3 separate regions of the Mus musculus genome follow, and regions 1 and 2 are each linked to region 3. A link is a contact called in public Hi-C data. All regions are on one chromosome and are shown on one strand. Each heading gives the region's core, a stretch centred on a gene start, on an enhancer-like site or on the middle of the called end of the contact. The rest is flanking DNA. Distances are from core to core; before and after follow the strand shown. Region 1 has its middle 30 kb from the start of Gm31552. Region 2 overlaps 7530428D23Rik (RIKEN cDNA 7530428D23 gene). Region 3 has its middle 220 kb from the start of Gm31610.

Region 1 (3,048 bases), core at 409-2,908, 480 kb before region 3:
ACCGTATGAGTCTAAGGATTCATGGCTAAACGGGTCATAAGTACTAAGGGAGAATCTAATACTATTACTCTCATAAATAGGCATACTATTAAACTGACTCCAAATAACTTATTATTATACCCCTAGATTTATGGGTCTTTTAATTGAAATCATAGAATCTCCTAATTGTAGATTATGATTAACACAGACATGTACAACTTGTCATTAAACCTACACAGAATATGTTAACTGACCACAGTGAAAAAAAGTTTAAAAATTCAAACAGATATAAGTGTATAGAACTGTATTTTTAAAATTTCAATATATATAAATAAATTTCATAACATGAGAAAAATATCAAACTAGAATAAAAACGGGCAAGTAATGTTTTGCAATGAGAGATAATGAGAGCAGCATCGCAAAGCTGTATGGGTATAATACCTCTGAAATATTTCTTTTAAGAAAACTGTAGTTTCAGATTTTTATATCAGAAAAAAGGGAGTCCTAAAAGTGAATATATATGATCCTATCACTTTACCAACTTGGAAGAAATGTTACAACATCATTAAAGGCCTGCTAAGGGAAAGCTATTGCCTATTAGCCAAAACAATAGAATGTACCTTTGTGTTGAAATATGCTATTGTCTCCTCCCTTAGGGAATTTTAGATTTAAGCATGTAAATCGTCTGGTTGAGAGTCTTCCTCTCAGGAAAGCAGGTTTACCTAAAGCCATACTTGCTGAAGAAACAGAAGGAATAATTAGATCTTTGAAAGATGATGCCTTTTTCCTTCCCAGCATGTCCATCTCATTGCGCTCAGGGCCTATGTGCCATCCTGAGTCCTGACTCAAAAAAAATGCATATTTTTTTCTTTTCTTCTCTTCTGTCTTTCTTTCAGATGTTGGCCATAACCTAAGTTGGTGCTCTGTGTTCTTGGGATTTCTCATTCTTTCTCTAAGATTCCTTTCCTCCCATGTGGCTGTTTACCATATGACTGACATCCATGCTGGCTTGATTCAAAAGGTATGGCTTTCTTTCTCCTTTAAGCTTTCACCCCTGGAGGAAAGACTCTTTTATTCTAGGTGACACTCCAGGACTCCCATACCAAAAGAAGAAAAAAACAAATAATCATCAGAAAGAGAGCATTGATAAGTATCAGTAGAAATCAGTAGAAATACTGAAGCTATCTAGTATTAGAAAAGTTAAAATTAAAAGAGATATTAAAATCCAATCAATAATATGAACGAAGCCTATAAACTTAAAATTGGTTTGTGAAATGATAATAGAATTAAGGAAATCAGTAGATAAATAAGCCACTAATATTAGCAAACAGAAAAGTTATTTCAGATAAAATGCTGGAAAACAGAAAATGTTATAGATAATACAGGAAGAAAGGGGAAACACTGTGATGAAAAAGGGCAAGTACTTTAATACATTTGGTTAGCCAGGGGACTATTGATGGTACCAATACCAAACTGGTCAATAGCATTGGATTGTGTATAAATAATTTTCTTAACTTGATTAAATAGTAATTAAAAGTATTAAATAGCAATAAAATATTTGTGTGTGTGTGTGTGTGTTTGAACAGAAATACAAACTTTCGCCTGGCCTCATCTGTACTCTAGCCTCAGCTTAAGCTGTAACAACTGGCTCAAAGATATTTTAGACTGAATATGACTGCTAGAAATTCTCTCTGCATGCCAGGAACATTCCACCACTCCCTGGGGGAGTCTTCCAAGGGGAAATGTCCAACTAACAGAATGCAACAAGAACTCTCATGTCCTGAGACCAAGACAGAAATATTATGTGTTTGATTATGTTGCATATACTATTAAGTTTTTGATTTTTGCATTTTTAATCCATCTTCTTTCCATTTTATCAGCAATACTTTCAAGTACCCTACCTTCTATTTTCTACTCCTTTCTTCTAACTTCAGTTTTCTAGTGAAACTTAGGCTGAACTCTGTACTTCGGTGATTTCTTTGATGACATTAATTCTGTCAAACATTTTTTGAATATATTACAAGATTTTCCTCAAAGATCATGCCTATTAAACTCTAAAAATAGAATACCATATGTCTGTTCCTAATGCAGGCATTTAAAGTTACCACAAGAAGGAGTCTGATTACTTGGATTTGGCCATACATGGCTAGGGAAACAGACAATAAAGAGCCACAAGGAATCATTTCAAAACGAAAACATCCTAACATCCTGCATACTTGCATAGTGGTGTGTGTGTGTGTGTGTGTGTGTGTGTGTGTGTGTGTGTGTGCTGTCAAATTATCATTTTGGTTTTATACCATGTCTCAGGCTTGAACCCAGGATCTAGACATGCTAGAAAAATATTCTACCACAGAACTATGCCCATAACCCCAGTAGTATATTCTTTGGTTAGTAATCAATTGTTAAAAACTGTATATTCACTACAACTAACTCCTCATTAATTTGTTTTTAAAATATTAAGAACTTGTCAGGTGATAAACACTCTACTAGGGGATCTACCAGTGAAAACCAAAGATGCAGCCCTCTCCTCTGCCCTGCCTTAGAACTCAAATTACTTATTTGCTTTTCAAGGTCCTTTAGGCTTTCTTGACTGCTCACTGGCTTTTATTTACATGGAATGTTGTGCTCTATGCATTTGTATGCTCAGATATTACAGCTCTTTTTGAAGTAAATTTTAAATGACTGGAGCCACAGTGAATTTCCCCTGTGCTTGGGTCCTAAAAGTATTGCTTAGTCTCTGCTCTCAGATTAAATTATCTGCTTTTCTAATGGTATTGGAATAATCTGCCTTGCATTATTAATGAGATACCCCATCTGACTAGACTCCAGACTCTTTAAGTAAAATGATCTTGTCTTACTAAACCTTTTATAGACTCCAGTATTTAGAAAAGTGTCTGTGCCATAGGAAGCAGGCATTTATTAATTAAATGACTACACAGATGTGTCATTGTAGTACTGGCAAATGATTCTCTTTGTTTTAATATTTTCTACCAAATAATTCACCAGACTATTTTCTTCCCATAACCGATTTTGAGTCAGCTTAAGCCTTTCATATCTAATTCTAGCTTG
Region 2 (3,392 bases), core at 375-2,874, 490 kb after region 3:
ATCAGCCACCAAACGCAGACACTATTGCACATGCCAGCAAGATTTTGCTGACAGGACCCTGATATAGCTGTCTCTGGTGAGGCTATGCCAGTGCCTGGCAAATACAGACGTGGATACGCATAGTCTTCTACCGGATGGAATACAGGGCCTCTAATGGAGGAGCTAGAGAAAGTACCCAAGGAGCTGAAGGGGTCTGCAACCCGATAGGTGGAACAATAATATGAACTAACCAGTACACTCGAGAGCTTGTGTCTCTACTTGCATATGTAGCAGAAGATGTCCTAGTCGGCCATCATTGAGAATAGAGGACCCTTGGTCTTGCAAACTTAATATGCCCCAGTACAGGGGAACGCCAGGGCCAAATACTGGGAGTGGGTGGGTAGAGGAGCAGGGCAGGGGTAGGGTATAGGGGACTTTCGGGATAGCATTTGAAATGTAAATGAAGAAAATATCTAATAAAAAAATTGAAAAAAGAACAAGAAAAGAAATCAAGGTGAGCACAAACAAGTGAGCAGATTAACATGAATTCATTAATTCCTCTCCACTCTTGACTATGGATATGATGTGACTCTTTGTTTGAAGCTCCTGTCTTGACTTCTCCACCATAATAGGCACTAATCTAAAATTGTAAGCTGAAATAAATCCTTTTATTTTATCACAGCAACAGAAATGAAACTAGGACCAGTTTTTAAAGCTGAATCTTTAAGCTCATTGTACATTGCTATTCCCCCAAAAGAAGGAAAAGATAGAACTTGAGTCTGTGTATTCAGAAGTGACTACCATGAGAGGTAGAGAACACCCTATCAACCAAGAATAATCTCTTGACCTCATCAGGGGCACAGAACATAAACCACAAGAAGCTTCATGGAAAGTGAGTGCTTAAACTAAGCCCTAAAGTATGTTAACCAGAGCCTGGAAGGAAAAGTCTCCCAGAAAGATAGGATGGTATGTGCTGAGGCCCAAGTAGCTGAAGCCCAGAGGGAATATCCGGGAGTTTGAGCTCATGGACCTGACAGAAGCAGTAAGAAACAGGACTGTTTTGCTCACCACTGTTTCTACTACTTACAACAAGTCTCAAAAATATGGGGGAAAAATATAAAGATTTCAGTTGGGAAACACAAATAGAAAACAAGCTTTAAATGTCCTGAAGGGTCTGTGGCTAGTCTTCAGTATAAGATTATGAAATGTGAAGTTATTGAGACAAAGACATGGCCTGAGTTTTACTTTAAGTAGGAAGTTAGTTGAAAGATAAGCTAGCTCATGGAGAGACGAGAACAGAGTTCAGATAAGGACAAGGGTCAAAGGAGGAAAGATGAAGTCAGAGGATTATAAATCACCCAGGCAAGAAGGAATGAAAGTTTAGACATTGAGAAGAGGGAAGAACACAGATATCCAAGAGTTATGACCAGAGGAGAAGCTTCACTGTCTCCTCTTACCCCACCTTTCCTACCTCACCTGCAGACAACAGAAAGTCCTTATAGGGACTCAGATACCCCTGATGTAAATACCAACTTGACAGAAGAATACACAGCTACTTAATCACACTAATACTTCATCTCTATGACTAAGCAGTAGGTAATCCCAGACAGCTGCCTAGAAGTTCCCAAACATGAATTTGTTTGGCAAGAAAGACCAAACATTCTGATTTGGGGTTGAGCTTTTGTTCTTTGGCTAAAGGCATTGTGGTCTGTCATACATAGCCAAGATCTCCATCTTCAAATTATCACCCAAGTAAATTTTTTGCAAGCCAATAGTGATTGTTTCCACTTTCAGCCCTAGCCAGAACTCAACTTACATAGAATCCAAGCCTGGGTATTGCTAATACTCCTTGCATTATGACCTGTGGGGTTAGTACTGTACCCCCATGTTTCAATGGTTAGGAAGGCCTTCACCATATTTAGCTTAAAGGAAAGAATCTCAACAAAATATGGCACATCAATTTTGTCGGTGATAATAGGACTATGACTGAGACCTGGGGCTAGAAGGAACCAAGCACTTAGAGCCTTCTTTCTGTGCTATTTTGGCCAAAGTAGGAAGTCTGGAAGATTTTGGTCTACTTATACTCAGGTCTCTTTTCTGTGGGTTCAGCATTAGTAATGCTCCACCTTATTCGAGGCAAGAAGGAGACTGCATAAGTTCTTCAAAGTTTCCTGCTCCTGAAAGCAAAAGCCATTTGTCTGCAGACCTAGGAGATGAGAATTTCTGGGTAAGAATTAGTGGCCATGTTGCTTTAATTATGATGCAAAATACATTGGCACTGGCACATCTGAGTATATCCCTGGCTCCAAACACAGTGGTTTTCAGGGTGGTGCCACGGCTGATGATGTTGCATCATAGCTGAGGCAGACTGGCAAGCTTCCACTCACCCTAGAGTCTCCACTCTCCGTGCCAACATGCTTCACCACCACCCCCCAGCCCACAAATATGCCACACAGGATCTTCCACAAACACACCATTTTCCCTTCAGGAAACAGTGTGGCTGTCCCATCCTCATTTCTTTTGGGACGTGCATTCTATTTTGCCCAGATTCTCTGAAAATCAGATGAGGCTTACCTCTAACCTAGCAGAACTTTGCCCAGACTTGCTGACCACAGGTGCCACTTCCTCAGCAAAAATACCTGCAGCCCAGCCATTTTTTGCTTTAGCTGAGTTACAGAATTCTTTAGAAGCTAACAGCACGACTATCAATCTGCCTTCCCAGAATTGCTTGGAATGTCTTCCTTTCTCAGTGGCTGCTAGGTACCTGTACAGGACCTAGGTGAGGGAAAGGCCATGGCCTGCCCATATCTAGGCTGCCTTTCTCCTTCCTGAACTCCACTTTTCCAGGAAGCCTCAGAGTAAACTAAGACACTGTGAATCTTTTGTCAGGACTCTGGTGTCCTTTGAAATAAATTAGTCTTAAATGGTATGTACCTCAAATTTAACTGATTAGTGACCCATGTTAGAATGAGATCAGAAAGGGATTTAAAAAAATATATTGTATCACTTTGACCATTTTCATTGCCTTTCTTTTAATCCATTTGTCCATTTAAGAATTTTTTTAAATTGTTCTTGTTAAATACAAAGGATAATGATAAGTTAAATAAAAACAAGATTATTGACCTATGAGAGTGTTTCATAGGAGACTACTTCTAAAAGATATCAGAACAATGTATATATCAAGGAGAAAGAAAGTGTACCACTTACTATTGAAATAGTGCTTTAACAATAAAAGAGACACTGGAAAGATGGCTCAACAATTAAAAGTGCATACTGTTCTTGCAGAGAACCTGAATTCAGTTCCTTGTACCAGTGCCAGGCAGCTCACAACATCCTATAACTCCAGCTGCAGAGGATCTGACACCTCTGGACTCTATAAGTACCTATATCCTCCCACCCACATGCAAACACAC
Region 3 (2,973 bases), core at 384-2,883:
GTGTAATTAACACAAATTTTGCCCTGATTTTTGACCCCAAAGTCTCAGAAGTTTGTGAGAATATAGAGAATATTTACAGAAAAGCATTTTTCCTGAATAATTTTATTATGAAAATGTGGCACAAATCTTTGAAACAATAATTCTTTCTAGGAAGCTTCAAGAAGTTTTTTGAATAATCAAGGGACTCTACACAATACACATATGGTGGTGTCCGTGTAATTCCATCCCGCTTCTGCCCACTCTCAAACAGCTGCAGTTCCCCTGTGTCTTGAATGAAGAGAATTGGCACTTGAGAGGAGTGCAATTGGAAAAGAAACAAAATATGCTTGCTCATATTTTCTTCCCAATTAATTTTCCTTCCTGTGTATGTAAGCGGTGGGTAGGGGTGCACACTTACACTTGCATGTGCAAAGTTTCTGTTTGTGCAAGTGCTCAAGCATGTTTGTGCAGAACAGCAAAACAAATCTCCTGGTATTGTCTCTGAAACTCTGTTCTCCTTCTCTGTCTCTGTTTCAGCCTCTGCCTCTCTCTCTGTCTCTCTGTCTCCCTGTCTCCCTGTCTCTCTGTCTCCCTGTCTCTCTCTCTACCTCTGTCTCTGCTTCTCTCAATGGTCTCTCAGTTGCCTGTAGCTTGTCAACTAGGCTAGTTGGCCAGCAAAACCAAAGCTTTTTGTTTGCCTCTATATTGCCAGTGCTGAGATTATAAACTTATACTATTATGCTAAAGATCAAAGCCATCCTTACATGGTCTATCTTCTGAGCTATCTTACTAGATATAGTGTTCATTTCAGATGTAAGAATGAAAAATAAGAGGAAGAAAAAAATCTGGAAATTATGTGAAAAGAACCTTCAGATGCCAGACAGTGAAAGAAGATAAACTTGCTCATCACAGTTTCACTGAATGTATAGCCTGTATATGAGAAAAATTATTTTAATAATTATGTAATGTGTTTTCCAAAGTTATGATAAGAAACTATGCAGACTTTTAAAAGAAAGAAATATAAAGGATTTATTCTGAAGAAATTAATTGTAAAATTAAAAAATGATAAAAAACAATATTGTTAAAATGTTAAACTGAAATCCTACTTCAAAATCATACTAGTGCCAATTAGCTTTTTAAAAGTTGTTTTTGCCAGGCATGGTGGCAAATCTGTAAACCCAGCACACAGGAGTCTGAGCCAGGAGGATTGCCACCAGTTCATGGCCAGACTAAGCTACGTAGTGAGTTATAATCAATAAAAGCCCTGCACCCTTCTCCCACCCCACCCCACCGCCCCAAAAAAGAAAAGAGATGGAAGTTAAATGAAGTGCTTTGGGAGAGGACTAGAGATCAGTCTGGTGGCACTGAGCTAATTTTACCTCTAATTTCAGCAATCAGCAATTAGGATACTGAATCATGAGGCCTGTGAGTTTCAGAACAGACTGTTTCAAAACAATAACAAAAACAAAAGACTATCTTATTGTTAAAATAGAACCAAAACCCTTGTTAAAATCTGAGATTTTGCTGCATTTTAAACTCTTAACACCTCCTAAAAATAGCTGAGTCAGTGACAGGTGTCAGGATGACCCAGGATCTGTGAGGCATTCCCTAAGTGCTCCAGCACATGACGGATTCTCACATGGCCAGCCTCTGTCCTTGACATGGTTGTCTTAGATACAGGCATCACCCAGGAGTTTCCATTCCATTCAGCCAAATGTCTCAATCCTCTGATTTTTCCTTTGTGATGGTCAGGTGCTCCTGATCTTGACAATCAAAGCAAACAGCTAGTTCAAGCACCGCCCGCCCACATTTGGAACGGCATTTAAGGTCAGTTCCAGCTGCCTCTTTTCAAGGGCACAGGCAGCAGCCCACTGGATTCTCCAGCCCATTCCTGTGGAGAAGATCCTTGACTAGAGGAGAGAAGGCTTAGGTCCTCACGGTCAGGACTGTGCTCACATTTCAGATCCATAGTGGAGGTTACTGAGCACTTGGCTAGAGGCACTAGGTTAGATCTTCACCACCACAATAATAAAATATTCCAGCCTTCCACTTACTAAGTGCAACACTGGGAAAGCCCCTTTAAAGTTGGTATTACAGTGGTCTAAGGTAATCACACACAACAGTGATCAGTACTTGGCACAAGGTAAAGCAGGATAGAAAACTATATAAGAACCCACCAATCTAGCATGGGCCTTACAGACATCACTTTGAATCATTCTAAGGTCATACAAGGACAAAACCACACTCCTTTTAGCTACCCTTCCTTCTGCACTCCTCTCTTTTTCCTCTTTCTTCTCTCTCTCTCTCTCTCTCTCTCTCTCTCTCTCTCTCTCTTTCTTTCTTTCTTTCATCATTCCGAGACAGGGTCATGTGTAACCCAGGTCAACCTCAAACTCACTATATAGTCAAAGATGACATTGAACTCCTGATCTTAACATCTCTTCCCCAGCTAGAAAGGCAAATGGATACCACTGTGCCTGGTTTGTGCAGTTATGGAGATCAACTATACCATTAGGCAATGGCTCTACCATCTGAGCAATAGCTTCAGCCTTTTCAACAGTGATAGATAGTTTCACTTTGCAACTAAAAGAACAGAAAGGCTAAAGCTCCAGGAAGCAAGTGGAGATGGAAGAGAACAAACTGGAAGAAAAAGCTCTTTGGGGGAATGATGAACTCACTGGAAATGTCATCTTACTCAACAGATGAGAAGTGTTTCCTCACAGAACATTGCATAATAGCAATTGGAATATTATAGTATAGTTTTTCCTCTGAGGCACTAATGTATTTTTTATCATTTTCTGCATGAATTATTGTCTCATCCTTTAAAGGCTGAAAACAGCGGAAGTTGGCTATATCAGCTTAGCTTAGTAGTTTGAGATCCTGTTCCCTCATGACCTATAATCAAGGTTTGGCTGGACTGCAGTTATTTTAAGCATTGGATCGGGAAGGACTTGCTCTATTGCTTATTCTCAAAGCTTTTAACAGGCTTCTGAA

What was found. A called contact is a pair of places that touch in the nucleus more often than the background predicts.
Region 1: a Hi-C map of myocytes shows a contact between it and region 3, with 4 times the contacts expected there. The contact joins two enhancer-like sites. A contact is called at or near these places in 1 of 484 Hi-C or Micro-C datasets (myocytes) and 1 of 115 datasets of contacts at active chromatin or transcription factors (heart atrium).
Region 2: a Hi-C map of myocytes shows a contact between it and region 3, with 3 times the contacts expected there. The contact joins two enhancer-like sites. A contact is called at or near these places in 2 of 484 Hi-C or Micro-C datasets (the N1E-115 cell line and myocytes).

Annotation. Positions count from the first base shown.
Region 1 is chr3:20,791,038-20,794,085 of GRCm38.p6, forward strand. No RefSeq gene overlaps it. Among named protein-coding and RNA genes, the nearest start is that of Gm31552, 30 kb to the right of the region's middle. Within about 2 kb of position 1,659, at least 10 of the 459 cell types and tissues checked have an H3K27ac peak or open chromatin away from gene starts, as enhancers often do. A contact at or near this core is called in heart atrium and myocytes, where this site is marked.
Region 2 is chr3:21,759,772-21,763,163 of GRCm38.p6, forward strand. The region is part of intron 1 of 7530428D23Rik (RIKEN cDNA 7530428D23 gene); the gene reads right to left. Among named protein-coding and RNA genes, the nearest start is that of 7530428D23Rik, 39 kb to the right of the region's middle. Within about 2 kb of position 1,625, at least 47 of the 459 cell types and tissues checked have an H3K27ac peak or open chromatin away from gene starts, as enhancers often do. A contact at or near this core is called in myocytes, where this site is marked.
Region 3 is chr3:21,270,753-21,273,725 of GRCm38.p6, forward strand. No RefSeq gene overlaps it. Among named protein-coding and RNA genes, the nearest start is that of Gm31610, 220 kb to the right of the region's middle. Within about 2 kb of position 1,634, at least 10 of the 459 cell types and tissues checked have an H3K27ac peak or open chromatin away from gene starts, as enhancers often do. A contact at or near this core is called in heart atrium and myocytes, where this site is marked.